Regions from separate parts of the Mus musculus genome. Here regions 1, 2, 4 and 5 are each linked to region 3. Evidence: chromatin contacts called from public promoter capture Hi-C data. All regions are on one chromosome and are shown on one strand. The core of a region is the stretch at or near the end of the contact, and the rest is flanking DNA. Distances in the headings are between cores, read along the strand shown. Region 1 holds the start of Alkbh8 (alkB homolog 8, tRNA methyltransferase). Region 2 has its middle 38 kb from the start of Gm23097. Region 3 holds the start of Casp1 (caspase 1). Region 4 holds the start of Cwf19l2 (CWF19-like 2, cell cycle control (S. pombe)). Region 5 holds the start of Dcun1d5 (DCN1, defective in cullin neddylation 1, domain containing 5 (S. cerevisiae)).

Region 1 (2,700 bases), core at 64-2,563, 2.0 Mb after region 3:
CATAGTAATTCAAACCATTCACAACTCCAGTTCCAGATCTCACTCCTTCTTCTGGCATGTAGGTGGTATATAGATACACATGCAGGTGATACATGTCTTTTGAATTAATAAGCTATCCAAATTACATTATCTATTTAAAAAGAAAGCAGAGTTAAACATTAAGACTTAGAAAAAAATTACCGTTTCTGAATTACACACTCTATTTTTTCTTACACTCATTGTTTGTTATCTTCTGTAAGTGAATAGAAAGTTAAGTACATGAAGTAGTGATTTTGTCTGTATTATTCACCGGGTAGTACACAGCACTTAAACAGGATGTGATATGTAGTAGCGACTCATTAAATATACATATTTAAATAAACCTAAGCAGAATTTGCCATTTTAGCTATTAAACTCCGTAATTCTAATTTTGGCAGCCATCTTCAGCGATTTCCGTAACACCCACCGAGTGAGTATCCCAATTATCTGCATGTGTTGGAGTCAGAAACTCTCGTCTACAATCTTGGGTACCTGCTAAACAGCTAGAGACAAACGTTAAACGAAATCATCAAAACCACAGTCTGACACTACTTGACCCCAGAAGCAGAAGGACTGATCAAGAAAAAAATATAAGGCAGATGTGGGCCAAGAGTGCCTTGCATATCCGTGCTTCACAGAATTGATGCTTGCTGAAAAACGACTAAAAGCAAGGGTTGGTCTTCAACCCCTATGGCAGCTAATACAGACACCGCTAGGCATCCATCATATGCCAAACATAAGGACATTAGATCCTACCAGGGTTCCCAACGGCCTTACCTCCCCAACCCATAAACTGCACTCTTCGCGGTCTGAGTCGGCCCATGCTGGTCAGGACAGAGCAGACAGGGAGCTGAAAGGAGTAAGCCAGGATTTGCGATCCTCCATATCCCCAGGCCCCAATCAGGTGGCGTACACTTTTCTCTCTCCTCACCAGAAATGTTCACCTCCCAGCTGCTTTGTCAATCGCCAGCCTTCCCCGGTGCAGCCTGACCACCTATGCTCTGACACCCTTTCAACCGGACGCCGCCATGTTGCAGACAATAGTACTACATTTCCCATGAGTCCCTGGGGCTACCACAACCCCCTTCGGGACTCAAATTCTTTGTTGACCCTTTCTCCGCCAAATGTCTGTAAACTGCTGCTTGAAACAGAAAATTTGGCTGCTTTATTTGGGTGAATAGTAATCGTTGGAATAGGACCTACAACTATCACGTTACTAAATGCTAAACATTTGATCTTATACTCACAAATAACTGTAGTCTTAAGGGAACTTACCTGTGTAAACCACACCAATCGAAATGCAGAGCTGTAGAGTTCAGTCTCAACTGACATCTACAGCACAACTCCTATACCTCAGGCTTAGAACACTGCAGAGAAAATGGAGGTGGAGAAACGGAAGTTTACTGTGAATTGTGTCTCCTGGGAACATCAGAAGCCACACCCATAAAGTCTCTCTAGTGTGACTGCCTATACTGAACTGAACAAAGACAATGAAAACGGTTGTGTTTGTGTGGTCAGGCAAAGAGTCGAGAACGTCTAAACCCTACACAAAGAACAATATGCAAATAAGGAATTCTGAGAGCAAGAGAAATACTTTTCTCCAGGGAAGAGCACGCCAATTGTTTATCCAACAATGAATGATCAGCCTGAAAACACTTAAATACAAGAAACATTGTACAATTTGTATTAATGTATGTATGTACAATTAATAATAAAAGAGGTGATGAATTTGAAAGAGCAAGGACGATGGGTATAGGAGAGGGTTTGGAGGTAGGAAATGCAATGAGTAAATTATAATATAATCTAAAAAACCAGAAAGAGTAGAAACTCTAAAACAGAAGAAACTGGATCTACTTCAGGAAAGATATTTCAAAGTAAAGTTTAAATGGCAGAAAAATTAAAGACAATAATTATATCCCTATTATGAGATTGACTCATGACAAAAAAACAGTAACAGTATTGTTTTTAATTTGTAGTATTTACTCAACTCCACATTGTTAGGCCTCAAAGAAAGAGGGACAAATCACTGACTGAAGTGCCTACTAAAACATCAATGCAAATACTTGCAGCTCTCTGCAACATTACTCAGTACCTGTTGCTCCTCCCAGCACTGCTCACCTCTCCCCTTCCCCTAAACCTTTCCATCTCAGGGACTAACTTTCTGCTTCTTCCCTTCCCGACTTATTGATCTCCATATAACATAGCTATTTTGGACACTGGGTCTCTTGGCCTATTGGCTCCTATCTGGTTCTACTCCTGGCTCTTTCTTGGTACACTTGCATCCCTCTCTTCTCTCTTACCCCCTCCCAACCCCCCAAAGCCAAGCTCTGTCTGTTGGCCATGTTCAGTATAAACACTTCCAGATGTTTCTGGCTATTCTCTCCCTCATATCTACAATAAACCTCCTCTTCAAAACATACCTTGGGGCAGTCATGTTGTTTGATTTTTCCTATGAAGACTTGGGAACCAGATGCTGGGAAGAAAGCCTGCTAGCTCTGCGAGGCAGAGAAAGTACCCAGTTGACCTTCCTCCTCAGCCAATGTCCCAGAAGGAATACCCCTTAAAAAATGCCCACCTTAAAAAAAATCTTTTTTAAACTGAATTTTCTTCCTTCTTACTTCCTGTGTGTCTCTCTATCCATCCTTCTGACATACTCTTACTCTCTTTGGTTCTTTTCTCAAT
Region 2 (2,700 bases), core at 153-2,652, 1.4 Mb before region 3:
TCAGAAAGATTGTAAGAGCCAGAGGGGATGGAGGACATCAGGAGACCAAAGCCCTCTGAATCAATTAAGACAGGCACATATGAACTCACAGAGACTGAAACTGCAAGCACAAGGCCTACTACACAGACCTGTACCAGGATATATGTATGTGTGTGTACGCGCGCGCACACACACACACACACACACACACACACACACATACATATATATTTATATGCATATATATGTATACATATATATACATATATATGTGTGTGTGTGTATATACGTTATTGGGTATTAGCTTGGTATTTTAAAGGGACTCCTGACTGTAAGAATGAGTGGGTCTCTGACTCTCATGCCTGCTCTCAAGACCCTTTTCCTCCTGTTCGGTTGCTGTCTAACTTCGATATGATAGTTTTTGCTTAATTTTATATTTTATTTTGTCATGTTTGGTTGTTATGTTAGAAGCCTGTTCTTTTCTAATGAGAGACAGAAAGGGAGTGGTTCTGGGAGGGAGGGGAGGTGGGAAGAAACTTAGAGGAGTAGAGGGAGGGGGAACTATAATCAGGATATATTGTTTGAGAAAGTAATCTATTTTTCAAAAAAAGAAAAAAGGGGGTCATAGCCATATTAGCATGAGTAATAGATAAAACATGAAAACCAAACCTTTATAACAAAGACTTTGGGAGCTGGATCAGCACAAGACATTCCTGGCTTAGGCTACCACATGCTCAAGTTAGCATTGGTATCTGGAGATAAACTCAGGCTGGCGTATTTACCTAAAATTTTAATTTCACATGTAGACACAGTACCAGTATCTTTCAGTATTCAGACTATTGCACAGGTAGAATTCATATCTCCCCACAAATACTTTCAGTGGTATGAGCATAAAGAAGCTGCTGTGACTACTAAGTCTGTTAACATCCCACACAGTGTCCTCACAAAGAGTGCTGGACCTATCCATCCTACACACTCAGATGTGTTGCTTAAAATTAACGAGTGGTCACTTAATCCTGTTGGATTTTTGTTTGAAATGTTGTGCCAAACTCGATACTGCTGGGAGGTGAGATGAATGTTACAATAATTCAAAGCTAAGCCTTTTAAAGCTTTAGACTGCAAAATTGCAAAGAAGCGATATTGCTGTAGAATATCCCAAGGTCCTCTTTGTCTGTTCACCGTCTCTCTCTTGACCTACCACTGATGTAATCATTTAGATATTGTAGGACCAGCTTTCCAGGTCAATCCATTCATCTTTTGCTTTTATTTATTTGCTTGAAAACTACCAGTCAGATGTCAGCTGCTGTTACACAGAATCAACACCAGGAGGCGATCAAAGTACACCACACTAATAATATCGAGTCAGTTGGCGCTCAGTCATGACCCAGAACAGCCTGCACTGGACCCAGCTGGCAAAAACCCTGGTCTGTGTAACTCACAACGCACAAATAGGATTTTAAAGGGTTCTGCACAGCACATGTGTTCAGTAGGATTATTATAATCGTAAAGAGTTGTTGCCCAGTGCCGAAGACTGAACAATGACATCCCATAACTGTAAGAGGTTGCACAGAATGAAATGCAGAGAATTGCCCTGCCTGGTGCCCCTCAGTGCTGGTAATTTATAGGCGCCATGAGACTTGTTTCACTTCTTGAACACATGCAGTCTCAGGCACACACGGCATAGAGGCATAGACTGCATTCCTCTAACTTAAGAAAGTCCTGTGACTCTCCAAATGCCAAGAATTCCTTAGACCAACGAAGGAAGGACCGGTGTTTGTGACTATTGTGACTAGATTCTTGGAAATGATTCCTGTAACAAAGCACTTCTTGAAAGGAATGTCTGAGAAAAAAATATCTGGTCAATTCTTCAGAAACTGCTCAGGGATCATGCCAAGCATTGTTTGTATTTGACTTTTAATGTTCAAGACGCAAGCAACTGGTCCTTTGGGGCTCTATATTTCTGTTACTAAACACCAGTTTCCCACTCCAGTTTCCCCGAGTATGAAGCAATTGTTCAGTTGATTTTCTGTTTCTCTTTGTTGATAGACTCCCTGCAACACATCTTTTAGTATCATATAGTAGTACTAGAGACAAGGACATATGGCAAATTATTATTAGAACAAGTATCTGAATGTGGATCCTTAGAATTTCATACATGACTGTATGTTTTGAAAGATATTCTCCCATTCCAGTCCGAACTCTGTAAAAATACCCGTCCATTACTACTCTCCCTCTTCATGTGCTCTTTAACAACAAGAATGAATCCACTTTTACTTTTAATTCCCTAAATTAAGGGAATCCTCAAACAAAATGTTTTTGTCCCTAGGCCACTTTGAAAAAAGCCCCCCTTATTTTCTTGACCTATATACATCTTTATTATGACATCAATTATATTGTATACTGAAATGCATGCAAATGATAAATGAACCAGTAAAATTTCATCAAGTAAACACAGTGATGTACCCACTCCTCATATTAAAACCAGCCCATCACTTCAAATTCCTCCTTTTATGCAACAGCACAAAACAAGGCCATGCTTATCATTCACTTGCTAACGTTATCGCCTGTCTACTTCATGTAGTGATTGGAATGGTCATCAATTGTACTGGCAGTGGGCTCTGATTTGGGGGCTGCAAATAACAGGGCCACCATCTTTGGAAAAATCTGTTGAAAATGAGGATTTATGTCCCCTACCCAGAGTGGGGGCAGTGACTTGGCTGC
Region 3 (2,700 bases), core at 82-2,581:
CTCCTTTAGAATCTTCTGTAGCAACAAATGTTTCAGCTGATGGAGCTGAAGAGAGACAAAAGAAATGAATTCACCATAGCAAGGTCATCCTTGGTGAGACTGAGGCCAATGTGTGCTACAGGAGACAAGGCAGAAGGAATAGGAATAGTCATGAGACACACAGCAGAGCCACAGACACAAAAATGGGAGTCTGGAGCTGAAGGTGAGTGGTTGTCTTTAAACTACATAAGAAATATATCAATTAGACATTGGTTATCCAAATATATAGACTCTCAACTTGGTCTAAGATTCAGGCTCTTACCTGATTGAAGCTCCAGAATTCCTGCCAGGTAGCAGTCTTCATTACAAATGTAAGTGATAAAGATTTGGCTTGCCTGGGGCCCTTTTTTAGAGACATGATCACATAGGTCCCGTGCCTTGTCCATAGCAGTAATGTTTGCAAGTTTTATTTTATCCATTTCTTCCTGATTCAGCACTCTCTTCTCTAAAAGTTCATCCAACAATCCATTTATTGTCCCTATACTCACTGAGTTGATAAATTGCTTCCTCTTTGCCCTCAGGATCTTGTCTGTTTAAGACACAAAGAATTCTCAAATCAAGAAAACAGTTGCGTGTTCCTTTCATGTAAAGAAAGCATACTGTCTTTCAGAGTGAATCAGCAAAATGTCCCTTTCACATACAGCGTTTCCCTGCTCTCTCTCTCTCTCTCTCTCTCTTATTTTTTCCTATCTCTGCTCCACATTTGTCCTTCAACATTACACAAAAGCATACAGTATGAGGCACATATCTTTCTGTTAGAACTCAAGAAGCATAAACCATTTTCTTTTGCTGCCACCATCTCTGTCACTCATTCAGTTCCCTCTGTCTAACTAGGGACTCTTACTAGCTAAGATTGCAAAAAACGATGGCAACAATGGCAGGATACAAGTAAAGGTCCTTTCTGACCCTGGCCAGAGATTAAGACGTCAAGAATCTTCTGTGCAGATTTCTAAATAGTCTTCACTTTGCCCAGATTCAGCTCACCTAAATAACTCCAGAAACTAATGATGGCTTTCAGAAAAGCGAGTCCCTTTCCAAATGACTTATTGTCCAAACGAGTTCTTTTAATAATAGAGAAAACTCACCAGCCATGGCGTTTCTTTTCTACACCGCAGAGCTACTGAAACTGAAAGCATATTGTTAGTTCCTTTCCAACAGGGCGTGAATACAGATTGAGAAATAACCACAATTGCTGTGTGCGCATGTTTCTTTCCCTAATTAAAGTTAGGTTTAAATGCTCAAGTCTGAAAAGGATTCAACCGCGGAAATGATTCTTCTTCAACACTTGGAAGAGCTCAGGAAAGGAAGGGAGTGAGTCTTAGTCATCAAGAAAGAAAGGAGCTGTGACAACAAGTCCAGGAAGAGAAGGTAGAGAATCTGTGGGATTCACAGGAGAGGAACAAGTAGGCAGGGAAGGCTGCCACACGTGTTTCTGCTGCAGGGCTGGGCCTGAGACTCTGGGATCAGAGCTGGGAGAACAAAGAGAGAAGAGAAGAACTGTAGTCAATATACTGTTTTCTGGCTTGTAAGTCTGTGGGCTAGCAGGAGTGCCTGTTGTAGTTGGGGGCTGGAATTAGGTAATGAGTAGTGGAAAAAAGCATATGAGGCAGGGCAGTAGAGATAGGCTGAAGTTACTGCTCCTGTTCCGTTGCAGAGTTAGACAGACAGCAGGATTGGACTCGGAGGACCAGAAGCAGAGGTGTGCATCTACTGTCAAACTACTTGCTTCCCTGGCAGGGGATGCCCTTGAATAATTAGCCTGCTGGGCATAAGTATCGTCGATAAGGATACATCAAGATGCTTATGTCCAAAAAAAAAAAAAAAAAAAAAAAAAAAAAAAAAAAAAAGCCAACAACCAGCCAACCAAACAAACAACAAACACCCATAGCTCTACCTTAAAGGTAATAAATAGATTAGTTTTGTTGGGTTTTTTTTTTGTTTTTTGTTTTTTTTGTTTTTTTTTTTTTTGCTGGAGTCTATACCCAAGAACACTGATTTAGGTTACCCCAAATTCCAAGATCCAACTTGAAAAACTTTTCATCAGGTATTTCTAGTTTTGGAGAACAAAGAAAGGTATAAGTCAAGGCAAGTTTAAAATGCATCAACAAGCTTAAAAAGCAGATACATTGATGTGGGGGAAAGGTTTCCTATAATCATAAAATGACAGTATTAGCTTTCTGATTGGTTAAATTGCATGTTCTTCTATGTTAATAGCTTCTAAGAGGTTTTAATTTATGACCACAAGGTGTTACTTCAGATACAGAGTGGACCAAGGAATGGTTGTTTTAGAAGGCTAATACTAATCTAAGATGTAGTAGTTACCGTCTGCACCTACAAAATTCCAAACTTTCTACAGTACAGCAATTCCAATTGTCTGTCCATCTCAGAAGACACAAAACCTTCTTCCAGGAGAATTCTGTTCACATCCAGACATAGCTTCTTTTCTGGAATTTTCCTTCACCATTGTGATTAGATACCTGGCTCTTGGCTTCTTTATTTTGTTTCCTGTAACATACATAATCAAGAAATATAAGCTTAATTTAAATTCTTAACAGAAGAAAGAAATGGTTTTCAACAACTGGCTTTGTTTTTTGTTATGAGTTATATATATCTGCAACAATTGAAGTGAAGCTTCAAGAGAGACACCTAGGCTTCTCATTT
Region 4 (2,700 bases), core at 111-2,610, 1.9 Mb after region 3:
TTCATTGTCACTGTGGCTAGTTCTTTAGACTTTCCCAAAAGTTATAAATCTGACCTTTTTCCATGCCTTCAAAATAGACAGTGCCAATACAATTGACTCAGAAAAGTTATCCTCTTAAAAAGAAAGAACCATATGGCTAATTTCTAGTCAGCAGTCAACAATAGTAATACAATGCAAGAAGTTTCTTCTGCTTTCTCATCCATCTGTCAAAATTCCTAAGCTGACTTTGGTCCTTATCAAACTGTATGTAGATTTGTCTAAAATTCTTCACAGCTGACAAAGAGTTTCTTCCAAAAACTGTTTGAAATATCAAACAGACAGTCATTATGATTATTCATTATATCTATTTTGAAATCAGCCAATATTCATGATGCTTTATCTGACCAAGACTAACTGCCCACCCATCCCCTTAAAATGTGACTGAAGGAAGGCATTACTCATTCTTCCTATTTATTTTCTACTCTCTATATGCATTTAAACTTATTTAAAATTCTTTTATCATAAAACAAAAAACCCAAAACATAGTCACGGAACATTCCGTTGTTCAACTACAAATTCATCTTTTTCACTGTCACAATTAATCAGGAATAACTGTCAATAACTGTTCAATAATTTACTTCTTCCGTTTTTATAAACTCCATACATTTCAATGTTAATGAGAATTCTGTTTCCAAAACCTGGGGTCGGGGAGCACATATTCTGAGTCTCTTATGCTAAAACAGTGTTTCAATCAGTAAAGGCTGGCCTAAGCCTGGAGTTGAAAGGAAAACGTGGAGGAAACACCAACGTATTCAAATGTGTCCTACTTCCAATAAGCCGGGGCAATGACTCATGCTTCGAATTAACTGGTAAGAAGAGTCCTCGGATGTGACACTGGACACAGAAACTGAGCAATCCAGGCGGCTGAAATATCAAGAGTGCTTAAAAACTAAGGAAACTGGAAGGAAACCAATCAATCTTTTTGCGGAGAGAAATAGCAAATGGAGCCGGTCCGAGCGTTTAGAAGACAACTGCATTGGAAAAAGACCAAAATCAGACAAGGTGAGATACCGAAGTAACGAGAGAAGTGAGTGGACTATCTCCCAGGATTCTCAAGTCCTACAACTTTTAAATAACATTCCGAAACCGTAAGATTTATAAAACGAAAGTATTTCAAGAACTAAATCTCGGAAAGCGATTACCTAGCATGCAGAAGCCCTTAGTACAACCCCAGTTTTAAAAAGGAAGAAAGAAAATTCTCCAAAGCCGGGATACCTGGCGTAACACCTCGGCCCTGGCATTACGGGTCTGTTCTTTTCGCTCTTCGATACTGCTAGCACTTTCAAATCTTACACTAAACGCCTCCATAGTTGTTGCCGTCGAAAAGCAAGGACGCCGTCGGGAAACCTCGGTTTACGACTGTCGTAATTTAGAAACCGAATCTGCATTTCAAAATAGTAGGGAAGGGGCGTTACTATGCCAACAGAGCAGGCGCAGTTCCGAATGTTTCGCCTGTGAAAGGTTCAGCGGAAACTTGTAGCCTGCTGGAGAGTTGATCTTTCAGATGTACTAGGTTCGCTAAGCGCTGAGTTAATATAAACATGCGTTATTATGAGCCCTGCGATATATTAACTCATTTCTCAATAGGACTCTTAAAACACTCCAGTAAGCTAGAAGTTACTTACTTCCCCCTTCTTGCCTGACTTCCTGTGACTGTGCATCAACCTGAAGGGAACCTGATCAGAAAGTCAGAACGTGGGGGGAAAAGGGAAAAACAAAAATTGCTCTTAAGAATCAGTATAGGGGCTGGAGAGATGACTCAGTGGTTAAGAGCACTGACTGCTCTTCCAGATGTCCTGAGTTCAATTCCCAGGAACCACGTGGTGGCTCACAACCCTCTGTAATGGGATTGAACGCCCTCTTCTGGTGTGTCTGAAAACAGTGACAATGTACTCATATAAGTAAAATAAGTAATTAAAAAAAAAAGTTCAGTATTTTTCTTTGATGGGTGTCTTGAAATATATTTAAAACTGGGGTAGAGAGATGGGTCAGTGATTTAGGTGCTAACTGTTCTTGCAAAGGACCTAAGGCCACATCCAGGAACTCACAGGGATCATCAAAACCATCTCTAGCTCCATTTCCAGGAGATCTCCCTCTTCTGGCCTCCACAGGCATTGCAACTACATGATGACATAACACTCATTAAATAAATAAATAAATAAATAAATAAATAATTCTTAATTATTTGGAGGTCAAGACTTGGTGTTGCACAAGCCTGGGTGCAGGAAGAGTCCTCATCACCCAGAAGAAAGATGCCTTGGTTGTGTGGTTATCTCTCATAAAGAAAAAACAGTGACCTCTGTTGTATTTATTGCATCTTGCATAATTAAGTCTCTGTATCAAAAGACTAGCCCCATCTGTGCTTCATTTGATTCGCCCACTAGGATAGAAACAGGAAAGTTGAAATAAGCCATTTCTATCTCCTTTTGCCCATATCAACTCAGCAAATTTAAGATGACAAACTTGAATGGTTACAACCCCTTTATTTGATTCATTATGTTTGTGAGGCAGCACTCCAGTTTGTGCATCTGAAGCAAGGATAACCAGCCAATTCAGAGTTGATAGGAAGGGCTAATATACCTGCCCACGCATTACCAAAGGCACTCAAAAAGACTTGCCATGAAATATTGAAGGCTAAACGCACTGATGATTTTCGAAAAC
Region 5 (2,700 bases), core at 130-2,629, 1.9 Mb before region 3:
ATAAAGTTTGTTAGACCAAAGGGCCTCTCTTTCCAGTGATGGCCAACTACGCCATCTTCTGCTACCTATGCAGTTAGAGACATAGGTTCTGGGGGTACTGATTAGTTGATATTGTTGTTCCAGGCTGTCTTGTTGTAATGGTAGTATTTGTCACTTTAAGTGTCGACCATTAATACAAAAACAACTCAAAGTGTATGGGAAGAAGCCCACTTCTCAAAGCTAAATCGCAATGACTTTCTGAGGAATGAATCTGTGATGATTGAGTATATGCCACAAAGCGAGTAAAGGGCTCTAACTTACAGTTCTGCTTTGTTTTCTTTTCCCCTAAGAGAACATGGAGCACAATAGCTTGCTAACGCCTAAAAGGAGGTTGAGAGCTACCAGCGTCTTAATGCCAGAAAACAAAAACCACAAGGGCCTTTTCCAATTAAGTGTACGGAACTGGTACAGGTGAAGTGGAGGCATTGGTGCGTCCAGAAGCCTAGGCTCCAGCGATTTAAAAGGCCTCCTGCTGGGATCGTCCAGGTTAGGCCACTTTAAATGCTAACTCGGGAGACCAATTATAGCAAAGGCTTTCTTTCCATCATTCCCAAGGCAGCTGTCAAAACTCTTCAAGCTCTGCTCCTTTTTTCACACTCTGACATTTAACAATGTGGGGACCAAGCCAATTCTGCTCGATTTAGTGTGACACAAGGACGCCGTGAATCTTGGCAGATCCGCGCTCACTTCTCGGTTGGGAAATTTGATGGAGAATGCATACGTACGGTCGTCTGTTTCCTACCCTCTGGGCACGCAGACAACAAAGTGGGACGAATCTCAGAGCTTGTCCAAGTACGACAGAGAGCACGTACAGGCGAACACGCGGTTCGGTCCCGCGCGGAGCGGAGACTGGGCGCCTCACCGACCGCCTCGCCTGAGAGGGCTCGCCCCTCTCCTCCCGGCTAGCGGCCTGTCCGGCCCCGGGGGAAGGAGAGAGCCAGCGGGGTGGGGACAGGCAGTACCTGGGGATTTTACACTTTTTGAGGCCCGCGTCTTCCGCGACCGCCGCTGCCACTCCGGGAGCTTTTCTCTTCTTCTTCACTGGCATCTTCCGCCTTCCCCGGCAAGGTAGACAGGGCGGCCGGGGAGGGGTATCGCGCTCCGCCGCAGGCCCCGCAGCGCCGGCTCCCGCCTGCCGGGGACCGCAGCGGAGGCCCGAGGCGCGACCCCGCCCCGGGTCTCCTCTTTAGGGGCGGTTCCGGGCAGCGCAGCGCTAAGGCCGGCGGTGTCGCGGCTCGGGCTTTTCCAGGAGCAGCGAACGCCGACAGCGCGGCACCTACAGTAGCAGCGAAGAGCAGGCGGCTTAGCCTGACCCGGAAGCGGATGGCTCTGGACCGGAAGTGACGTAGAAAGGAAGCTCGCAGGGCCTGGAGCGGTCTCTCTACTTTGGGATTTTTTGTCTCTGCAGGTGGAGCCTGAATCTCCGGAGATTTTCTGGCGGGTTTCCAGCGGGAAGTCCTTTCTAGAAATCATAAACGCTCCACAGCTGGCGAGCGAAGTAATCTGGTGAGGAGCCATGCGTGAGTGTGCCCACTCCTGACGTGCAACCGCTCCAGTTTTTTCGGGTGTTCTTGGTGGGCCTGAGATCAACTTCTCGCGCTCCTTGTCCTTTTCTCCCTCATGCTCAGGGTCAGTTTATGGCTTCCTCCTGTGCTGAGGCAACGCCTCCATGTTTTACTTCTGAGGAACTCTCCTCTTGGATAAGAGACTGGGAAACGGACTGACTTATTACAGAGGATTTGGGGAACTGTTCTAATGGGCTGCTCTCAAGAAACAGTAATCACGTCACTTCTAATGGAAATACTGCTTATAAGAAAGGTTTGCTAGGTAAAATTATCTCATAGAAGATTCTTAGTGAATGAAGTCCATGTTTGTAACCCAACTGTGACAGAAGACTGTTTCTTTAAATTCTATCCCTGTGGTTCTGTGACTGCATCGTGGGACCCTAATCTAGTCAAGGAGAAAGAAAAAAACCGGTTGTTGTAATGAGTCCTGGATACATAATATGCCCTGGAATTCACAAGTTTCCTGAGAGAGGACACTTCAATGTTTGGTGCATATAGTTAATGTTTTTTTAACAGTGAACATAATGTTCAAACCTATAACCCATTCGACTCTATTATAAACAATGCACGAAACATTGTTTTTACATGAAAATTATAAAATGTAAGCTCTAAAACAGAACTCCCTACAGGAAGTAGACAACTGAAAGATGAAGGGTTTTTTTTTTGTTTGTTTGTTTTATATATGTATTTATTGTGGGGGCACTTGTGTGCCAGTGCTGGGATGACAACTTGAAAGTTCATTTTCTCCATCAATCTTGTCACTCTTGAGGTGGAACTCAGGTTGTGAGACTTGGGAAGGGACATTATGTCTGTGTACAGAAAAGCACCTAGTTATGTGATTTAATTTTTTCTGCTGCTCGTGATAGTTCTTGATTTTCTATATAGTAAATAATGAGAAGCTATGAGGGTGCTGAGTTCTTTGTTATGTGGTCTAATTTTCTTTGACTAAGTCACAAGAAGGAAAGGAAAGGAAGTAGTATTAAAACAAAAGGGTATTCTGGTTTAGATCCTAAGGTACTCATCAACTTTATGAAGAAAAATCTTAAAAATGCATTTTAGCCGTCTGTTAGTAGAGTGGCACAACATAAACAGATTA

The links. Promoter capture Hi-C pulls out the DNA fragments that hold promoters and counts their contacts. Capture Hi-C pulls out chosen DNA fragments and counts their contacts.
Region 1: a contact with region 3 is called in a promoter capture Hi-C map of pre-B cells, with 10 times the contacts expected there. The contact joins the promoter of Alkbh8 here to the promoter of Casp1 in region 3. A contact is called at or near these places in 2 of 39 promoter capture datasets (hippocampal neurons and pre-B cells) and 2 of 9 other capture datasets (adipose tissue and liver).
Region 2: a contact with region 3 is called in a promoter capture Hi-C map of hippocampal neurons, with 6 times the contacts expected there. The contact joins the enhancer-like site here to the promoter of Casp1 in region 3. A contact is called at or near these places in 9 of 39 promoter capture datasets (the 3T3-L1 cell line, the C10 cell line, cranial neural crest and 5 more).
Region 4: a promoter capture Hi-C map of liver shows a contact between it and region 3, with 2.5 times the contacts expected there. The contact joins the promoter of Cwf19l2 here to the promoter of Casp1 in region 3. A contact is called at or near these places in 1 of 39 promoter capture datasets (pre-B cells) and 2 of 9 other capture datasets (adipose tissue and liver).
Region 5: a promoter capture Hi-C map of pre-B cells shows a contact between it and region 3. The contact joins the promoter of Dcun1d5 here to the promoter of Casp1 in region 3.

What each region holds. Positions count from the first base shown.
Region 1 is chr9:3,333,844-3,336,543 of GRCm38.p6, reverse strand. Alkbh8 (alkB homolog 8, tRNA methyltransferase) reads right to left here and starts at 1,313. Exons shown (of 12, transcript NM_026303.1): 1 at 1,294-1,313.
Region 2 is chr9:6,667,258-6,669,957 of GRCm38.p6, reverse strand. No RefSeq gene overlaps it. Among named protein-coding and RNA genes, the nearest start is that of Gm23097, 38 kb to the left of the region's middle. Within about 2 kb of position 1,402, at least 60 of the 459 cell types and tissues checked have an H3K27ac peak or open chromatin away from gene starts, as enhancers often do.
Region 3 is chr9:5,297,148-5,299,847 of GRCm38.p6, reverse strand. Casp1 (caspase 1) reads right to left here and starts at 1,331. Exons shown (of 10, transcript NM_009807.2): 1 at 1,125-1,331; 2 at 302-568; 3 at 1-45. The coding sequence starts at 1,131.
Region 4 is chr9:3,402,745-3,405,444 of GRCm38.p6, reverse strand. It overlaps Cwf19l2 (CWF19-like 2, cell cycle control (S. pombe)), which reads right to left and starts at 1,360. Exons shown (of 18, transcript NM_027545.2): 1 at 1,255-1,360. The coding sequence starts at 1,347.
Region 5 is chr9:7,183,184-7,185,883 of GRCm38.p6, reverse strand. Dcun1d5 (DCN1, defective in cullin neddylation 1, domain containing 5 (S. cerevisiae)) reads right to left here and starts at 1,379. Exons shown (of 8, transcript NM_029775.3): 1 at 1,002-1,379. The coding sequence starts at 1,087.